Linked DNA regions of Mus musculus: region 2 is linked to region 1. Evidence: chromatin contacts called from public HiChIP or PLAC-seq data. All regions are on one chromosome and are shown on one strand. The core of a region is the stretch at or near the end of the contact, and the rest is flanking DNA. Distances in the headings are between cores, read along the strand shown.

The links. HiChIP or PLAC-seq counts read pairs in DNA pulled down with a chosen protein or histone mark.
Region 2: a contact with region 1 is called in a BATF HiChIP or PLAC-seq map of CD8 T cells, with 5 read pairs. The contact joins two enhancer-like sites. A contact is called at or near these places in 1 of 15 datasets of contacts at CTCF or cohesin (the NIH/3T3 cell line), 2 of 115 datasets of contacts at active chromatin or transcription factors (CD8 T cells and embryonic stem cells) and 1 of 9 other capture datasets (embryonic stem cells).

The regions. Positions count from the first base shown.
Region 1 is chr9:94,950,406-94,954,580 of GRCm38.p6, reverse strand. The region is part of intron 8 of Slc9a9 (solute carrier family 9 (sodium/hydrogen exchanger), member 9); the gene reads right to left. Among named protein-coding and RNA genes, the nearest start is that of Mir7656, 200 kb to the right of the region's middle. Within about 2 kb of position 2,035, at least 8 of the 459 cell types and tissues checked have an H3K27ac peak or open chromatin away from gene starts, as enhancers often do. A contact at or near this core is called in CD8 T cells, where this site is marked.
Region 2 is chr9:95,352,211-95,356,391 of GRCm38.p6, reverse strand. No RefSeq gene overlaps it. Among named protein-coding and RNA genes, the nearest start is that of Gm32018, 44 kb to the right of the region's middle. Within about 2 kb of position 2,166, at least 22 of the 459 cell types and tissues checked have an H3K27ac peak or open chromatin away from gene starts, as enhancers often do. A contact at or near this core is called in CD8 T cells, where this site is marked.

The DNA of each region.
Region 1 (4,175 bases), core at 786-3,285:
CCAAGGTCAATTCACATTTGCTGCAGCTTGGCCTTAACCTTGGGTAGCCCTCAGATGAGACCCCTGCCTTGTTCTTGATTCTTGGGTGGGGACAACACATTTCTTTTGTTTCCTTTCTTTATTTCTTATTTTTAATCAATGTTTCTTGCTAATGTTAAGGGAATTTAATGTTAAGGGAATCATTTTTTTTTTCTGTTTCTTCTTCTCTGGCTTTTCTGAATCAACATGGTTCTATGAAATAATTTTTTGTTTCAGAGAACAATTATCATGTAGGACTTTTGAGGCCTTTAATTACCTTTTCTTTTTTCTTAAAAGAAGCAACACTGGTGAGTTAAAAAATTACTTACACAGATTAAGTTAACAATGTATTTTACCATCTAATAGTTCAGTAAAATTTCCCCTCCAAAGAAAGGAAACAATGCCTATCATTTAATTGCTATAAAATTATCATATCATTTTTATCAAAGTGTCATAGGCTCAGAAATTAACAAATGATATAGGCAACTAAAAGTGCCCATTAGATATTTTGAAGTAGACTTTTGTTGTTGTTGTTGCTGTTGTTGTTGTTTTGTTTTTGTTTTTCAAGACAGGGTTTCTCTGTATAGCCTTGGCAGTCCTGGAACTCACTTTGTAGACCAGGCTGGCCTGGAACTCAGAAATCCACCTGCCTCTGCCTCCCAAGTGCTGGGATTAAAGGCGTGCGCCACCACGCCCGGCTTGAAGTAGACTTTTCTTAATGAGGCTGAGGTTGAAGATGAGATCATATTAGAAAAATTATAATATTCAATAATATTAAAGTTATAATAACTTTCTTAGAAATAAATATCATAAAGCATATACTCTCTGTCAAAACCAATAGGATAAAGCCAAAATTATTTGGAGGAAATTTCATAGCTTTATATAGAGCTTATTAGTAAAAGAAAGATTGATAGTAAGTGGACTGTTACCTTCACAAAGTTAGGCATAAATAAATATAATCAAAATCAGCTAGCATCTGATGCCGATGGTGAGTAAAATATAGAATGGTAAAAGAACGCTTGCTCCATGCCTATCAGGAGCCCAGAGGACCTCAGGTCTGGGCCTCGCCCAGTTTTTTATTATCTGTTTCTGAACATGGTTAGAAAATGAGTGTTTGCCAGGTCCAGCATAGCTTGGATTGGAGAACTTAATGAGGACAGAGTGAGGATGCAGGAATGTCAGGTACACATACAGAGAAGCTGTGGTTTGGTAGCCTGCCTTCTCTCTAATAAAGAATGCCTTCTACACTTGCAACTGGGAAACTGTTTATTATGCACAGCGTATGAAGGAAGGGCTAGCTTATCTCAGCTGGGATGTCTTATAGGGAAGCAGTCTTAGGGGCTCAACATTTGGAATAAGGAGCCTGTGGCTGATTCTCTCAACATCCCCACATGGACTAGAGTAAGGCGTTGTCATTTCCATGGGTCTGCGGCATTGGGGTCCTTGGCATGACTATATACATATCAACAACATCCATTACTTCAGTATTCGGTCTGCTCCCCACCAGTGGTATTGGCCAACGACTTCACATCTTGAAGATTCAGCTTTCACATTTAGATTGCACCAAGATGTTTTTCGGGTTGTTCTAAGTATAAAGCAATATTCTATACATTAAGCTGCTTTCCCAACTAAGCATATAATACAATTCAGTAAATATAAAGTTTTCCTATAAGTATTAGAAGTAGAAGAAATAAAGCAGACATGAAGGGGATGAATAAGTCAGAGAAACTCATTCAAAGGACGAATACAACTGTTTCCACTGAATGGTTTGACAAGACATATGTGCTTAGTACATTCTATGCCCTTAGAGGTCATTTGTTGCCATATTCCCCCCACCCCCTTATTACTGGAACATTGAAAACAGGTTAAGGAGACATTTCTTACTCTTAATAATCCAACCAGTCAATTCATGGTTGCTCTATCCACAATAGCTGAATATGGAAACAGTCTAGATGCCCATCAACTGAAGAATGGGTAAGGAAAACATGATCTGTTTACACAATGGACTATATTACTCAGCTGCTCAGAAAAAGGAAACTTGTGGGTAAGTGGATGAAACTGAAAACAACTCACTAAGTGTCTACTCTAGGTCAAAACCAAAGGGATAAAAACAAAATTATTTGAAGGAAATTTTATAGTGAGCAAGACAACATTAACTCAGAAAGGTAAATGTCACATATATCTATCATTTGCTGGTGTTAGATTTGAATTTTCAGGTATGTGTGCTCTATTGGGAATACCCATAGAGGTTAGGCAATTAGTAAAGGGCTTTCAAGAGAGTGGGGTAAAACCCAGTGATATAAAGATTAAAGGGGTATAATGGAACAGGAAGTGTTAAAGCCAGGTTGGGGATCAGGCAGGGTAAAGGAGGGCAGACAGGAAAGGGTCAGGAGTGGGATAACCTCTTTTGGCCTGTTTGGTCTATGAGTCCTATAGACCTCTAAACATTACAGACTATTGCCAATGCTACTGATTTGATAGTTCGACCCTATTTCTGAAGACAGCCTCTGAATCTCTGAATCACAGAGCTCAGAGAACTCAAGCTTCATCCACATGGACTAGCTTTCATAGTGTTAGAAGGTCCTGTGCATGCGTCCTACTGGAGGAGAAAGGAGTCATCTGTCTTATCCAGCTATGAACTCTGGGAGCCACAGCACTGACTGATCTAACAATACATGCTCACTGGGGCAACAGTGGCATGAACATAATGGGTGTAACCAATCACTCTCTGATTTGATTTAAGCCTGCTCTACAAGGTGAAACCCATTCCTAGACAGGTCATAGTCTCTAGGGGAGAACTTGGTACTATTCTGCTAAACGAACATACTATTAAACTGACTCCTAGTGACTTATCTTCATAAGCCTATATTAATGTGCATATAAACCCTTATCAGAGAAGCTTCTATTTGCAGTAGGTGGTTATTAACACACAGGCTCACAACTGGTCAAGGTGCAGAGAATAAGAAACTGCATATTTCTCACCCCTAAATGGGATGTGCATATGCCAACCCCTTCTCTCAAAGCTCAAGGGCTGAAAGAGGCAGAGATAACTACAAGGTTCAATCCTTTCCTGAACACAGCAGGGCAGCTGCATGTATGAACTTACAGTGGCTGATGGGATGCAAGAGACCTATGCCAGCTAAAGCCATACGAAAGTCTAGCATGGAAAGGAGAGATGGGCACCAAGTCCCACAACTGCATGAGGAGCTATTGGCAATTGAATGCTGCCAGGAGTGGGGGTGGTGGTGGTGGTGGTGGTGGTGGTGGTGGTGGTGGTGGTGGTGGATTTTCTTTAAGAATGCTCTGGTAGAAGGCTACACATTCAAGAATATAAGAACAGCACAAATTGGAATCCAAGGTTTTAAAAAAAGAAGAAGACACAATGTTGGGCAGGTAAGGGTTTGATGGAGGATCTGAGAAAAGTTGGGGGGTGGGGAATGTGATTAAAATACATTGAATGGAATTCTCAAATAAGTAAGAAAATAAAAAGGGAAAAATGTTCTTCATTTTGTATTATATAAAATATGTTGATTCTATTTATATTACCTTTGGAAAAACAAGCAGCCATTAAATGCGACTCTGGAGGAAATCAGGAAGCAGTTCAGAGAAAGTAAGAACGTCTGACTCATGTTTGTGCACAGAATCGCCTTTCAGCATCTGCCCACTGAGGTTCCAGTGGTGGGCAAGGTCACAAAAGGCTTGGCTGCAGGGACTCATTTATGCAATCTTGAACAAAAATTAGAACCAACACTTTCAGACACTAGTTAAAAGAACTGTTTTGAGAAACCACAAAGCACACAGTTCAGTTCAAATTCACTGGCAAGGAAATTCAGGAAACAGCTATTTGGTAAAAATAATGATACTGTTGGTATGTAAATTATTTCCAGGGAGGTCAGTTTCCATGCAACAATTGCTGCCTTTTGAATAACCAAACACTATTTACACCGTCCTCTGTTACTTATACTCTGGACCCCCTCAGAGACCTCCGGATCAATTTGCTTGCTTACATGATCAAGGTTCATGATCCTGTAACTGTAAATTATGTAAAATGAGTAATAATACATTGGGAATGAAGAGGCCTGGGACCCTTAGGTGATTGTTCAGACACTGAACAAATTGGATGATTGGTTCAATTTAAATTAATTGCATTCTACTAA
Region 2 (4,181 bases), core at 917-3,416, 400 kb before region 1:
TCCCAGTTCTCCGAGAACCCCACCCCCCCATGGAACCTGATTTCCATCTCCCAAGTGCCCTCTGCTAGGGATGCCCTCTCTTTTCTTTCTCTTAATGAGCTTTCATTTTCATTTTTCCCCCTTCCACAGCACTTGTTGAAGTTCACTCACTAGGCAAATATGCTTGCAAATATATTTGCAGTGGTATCAGATTAATCCAGGATCTCTAGTCTTAGAGATTGGTTGGTACATGTATTAAGTTCCATAGGATCTTGAGTCTAGTAGGTGCTCATGAATATTTGCTTGCTGAACAACAGGCTTATGATTCCAAATGTTTTGTATAATTGAGAACTGTGTAAGAAATTGACAAAATTTAGTGACTTTCCACCACCCTCTTTCTCTCTCTCTCTCTTTCTTTCTTTCTTTCTTTCTTTCTTTCTTTCTTTCTTTCTTTCTTTCTTTCTTTCTTTCTTTCTTTCTTTCTTTCTTTCTCCCTTCCCTTCCCTTCCCTTCCCTTCCCTTCCCTTCCCTTCCCTTCCCTTCCCTTCCCTTCCCTTCCCTTCCCTTCCCTTCCCTTCCCTTCCCTTCCCTTCCCTTCCCTTCCCTTCCTTTTTCCCTTCCCTTCCTTTTTCCCTTCCCTTCCCTTCCTTTTTCCCTTCCTCCTTTTTCCCCTTCCCCCTTCCTCCTTTTTCCCTTCCTCCTTTTTCCCTTCCCTCTTCCCTTCCCTCTTCCCTTCCCTCTTCCCTTCCCTCTTCCCTTCCCTTTTCCCTTCCCGCCCTCCCCCTCCCTCCCTCCCCCCCCCCTCTCTCTCTCTTTCTTTCTTTCTTTCTTTCTTTCTTTCTTTCTTTCTTTCTTTCTTTCTTTCTTTCTTTCTTTCTTTCTTTCTGTTTTTCGAGACAGGGTTTCTTTGTATAGCCCTGGCTGTCCTGGAACTCACTTTGTACACCAGACTTGCCTTGAACTCAGAAATCCGCTTGCTTCTGCCTCGAGAGTGCTGGGATTAAAGGCATTCACCACCACACCTGGCCCCTTTTTCTTTCAGAGACAGAGGCCAATGCTCTCTGTACTTGGTAGCTTTTAACAACTTGCTGTGTGTACTAAAGCCCTGACTGCAACAGAATATTGACTGAATGTGGGTATTCGTGCCCAAACATTGGTGAATTTGGAGCAATATCCCTAAGACTGATCAGCACATATTAGGTCACAGAGACCAAAGGTACTCATAACCCAAGGACTGTGTTTGGAAATACTGCAAAAATGTGCTGTGAGGTTGTACACATAAAACTGCCGTTTCTAGCCCATAATATGTGCTGCTTATATAGGCTTTCCCATTAACCTTAGCATTTCCTGCCTCAGTCAGGGTTTGAATGGGGACATCAAGTATACTTAGATAGGATTTCTTACCTGCCCACATGCTGTGAGATAGAGTCATACTTAGCATGGCATTGTAGAGCTTATGTAGCCAAATAATTGGACTTTTCTCTGTTGAGTTATTTGGCAGATCATAATTCCCTAAGCAAAGGAAAGGCTACACTTATGCATCAGAGCATTAGTTATTGGCTATCAGTTATTAGTTATTAGGATATCAGGTTGACTAAAATATATTAAAAATTATAGCAATGTATTAAAATTATAGTAGATTGAAGATTTCCTGTGCAACATTTCTACCACCATTTCCTTTTATTTGTTGTGGTTTCATGAGCGAGTGGGAGGGAATGGCTTTGTCACAATCATGGAGTGACAACTTGAATATGCATCAGATATACACTGGCACTTCTGCTGAAGAGCCAAAGCCAGTAGCTATTAGATCATAAATTCCTCTGAAGTTTGGCTGAACATGTGCTGGGCACATTTAAGAGTTGACCAAAACCTTACACATAAGTGCAACAAGCACCTCCCACCTATATGAAGAGAAGATTAGAGATCCAGTGGCTTGATAGAGGCCCTCGATATGGGAAAGAAAGGTTTGGCTTTTTTTTTTCTGTGTGGTGTGTGTGTGTGTCTTCCCATGGCACTGACACGGTTCTATGAATGTTAGCTAGGTAGTATGAATGTCTATTTTGTGTTGTCCTTCTATTTTAACTCTAACTCCAGAAGAGGCATGGATGATACACAAGGGGCCGTGAAAACAAAGTTGCCCACTCTCCGTGCCTTCCAGGGCTAAGCGGAAGGGGCAGAGCTTGGTTTGTTGAAGTACAGGAAGCTGAGCACTGACATGCGTGAGGCTGATTTTTTTTTTTTTGATGGAAACTAGCCTGGGTCAGAGAGTGGACTTTCATTATTAAAAACAAGCTTATTTGTGTGGCTGACAGGAACTGGAAACTTTTCATCTGTTGAGTTGTGGTCCAGGGGCAGAGAAGGAAGGCTTGATGGGGGAAATATGTAGGCAGTAGATAAAGGAAAATACAGTTGTTTCTAATTTGAGTGATGCCTGGTGCAGACTATACAGCAAGGTGGCTGAGTATCTGGGTGTCTAAGGGGGAAATGGAAAGGAAATTGTCTGCTCCGCTCTTTGTATCTCAGCAGTGGGCCTTAGGAAATACTGCCTCAGTTGAGCTAAATCTGACATCACATTCCTGTGACTCTAGCACTCAGGAAGCCAAGGTAGGAGAACTTCTGTGAGTTCAAAGCCAGCCTGAACTGGTATATGGAATACCAGGTCAGAATATGTTACACAGCAAGACCTAAATTAGAGAAGAGCATCAATGGGGGTAGGGAAGATGTGAAGGGAAGGAGAGGAGGAGAAAACAGAAGAGAAAAATTATGATCTTAGTATTCTTAGGCATGCCTGGAAGTTTTGTTCCCAAGCTGTTACCTCACTTGACACTTCTTTCCTTGGATTAAGAAACACACTCCGCAAGACCAATGGGCCTCTCTTTCCACTGATGGCCGACTAGGCCATCTTCTGATACATATGCAGCTAGAGACACGAGCTCTGGGGGTACTGGTTAGTTCATAATGTTGTTCCACCTATAGGCTTGCAGATCCTTTTAGCTCCTTGGATACTTTCTCTAGCTCCTCCATTGGGGGCCCTGTGATCCATCCAATAGCTGACTGTGAGCCTCCACTTCTGTGTTTGTTAGGCCCCAGCCTCAGTACAGGGGAAATGCCAGGGCCAAGAAGTGGGAGTGGGTGGGTAGGGGAGTGTGGGGGGTATGGGGGAGTTTAGGGATAGCATTGGAAATTTAAATGAAGAAAATACCTAATTTTAAAAAAAAGAAAAATGAAACACACTCCACATGCCTATAATCCCAGCACTTGGGAGGCAGGGGCAGGCTGATTTCTGAGTTCGAGGCCAGCCTGGTCTACAAAGTGAGTTCCAGGACAGCCAGGGCTATACAGAGAAACCCTGTCTCGAAAAAACCAAAAAAAACAAACAAACAAACAAACAAAACAAAACAAAACAAAACAAAAACACCCTTTCTCCCTTTGCCTCTGGGAAGTTGTTAATTGAAACAGAAATATTTCCTGAGCATTACCTGTTCAGGATGTCTGTTTTATTGGGGGGGGGGCATTGATAATTGGATAGGCGATGGGATCAAGTCATCATTCCTGCTCAGAAACCTTTGGTGACTCTCCAAGGTCGATGTGCTCAAGTCTGGAAAAGCAGTGTGGCATGCAAGGCGAGGTAGAATTGCCTCTGCTCTTCGGGCCTGGGATGCTTTGTCCCTGCCTCATACATTAATCACACACATCTTGTGGAGTCTGTGATGTTCTGTCTGTCCTGTTCCCATTGTGCTGTCCTCTTCATCAATAATCAGCTGGGACCTGGGTGTGGAGGTATGTACCACTAATCTAAACTACTCCAGAGGCTGAGGCAGGAGGAGATTATCAAGTTAGAGGCCAGTCTGGGCTACATTTGAGACCTCATCTGAAAACAAAAATAGCTGACCCACTGGGCTGGCTTCTGATATCCCCTTTTATATAAAGTCTTCCTTCAGCATCCCAACTGATGCCTCCTACCCTTATTGCTGCTAAATGCCGAAAGCTGCTCCAGGATAAGATGGCTTTATGTGCCTGCAATTAGAGGGAGAGTGGGGAGAGATTTAGGGAGTGAGAGCTCATGAAAAGCTTCTGAACAAACAAGGGCCTCCTTTAGGTGTTTGTCATCAATGTCCCAGTTTTTTTTCTTGTTTTTCCCAGATCTAAGATCTACCTTTTATTCTTTTGAGTCTAATGAGATCTCCTCACTTCTCGGAGTG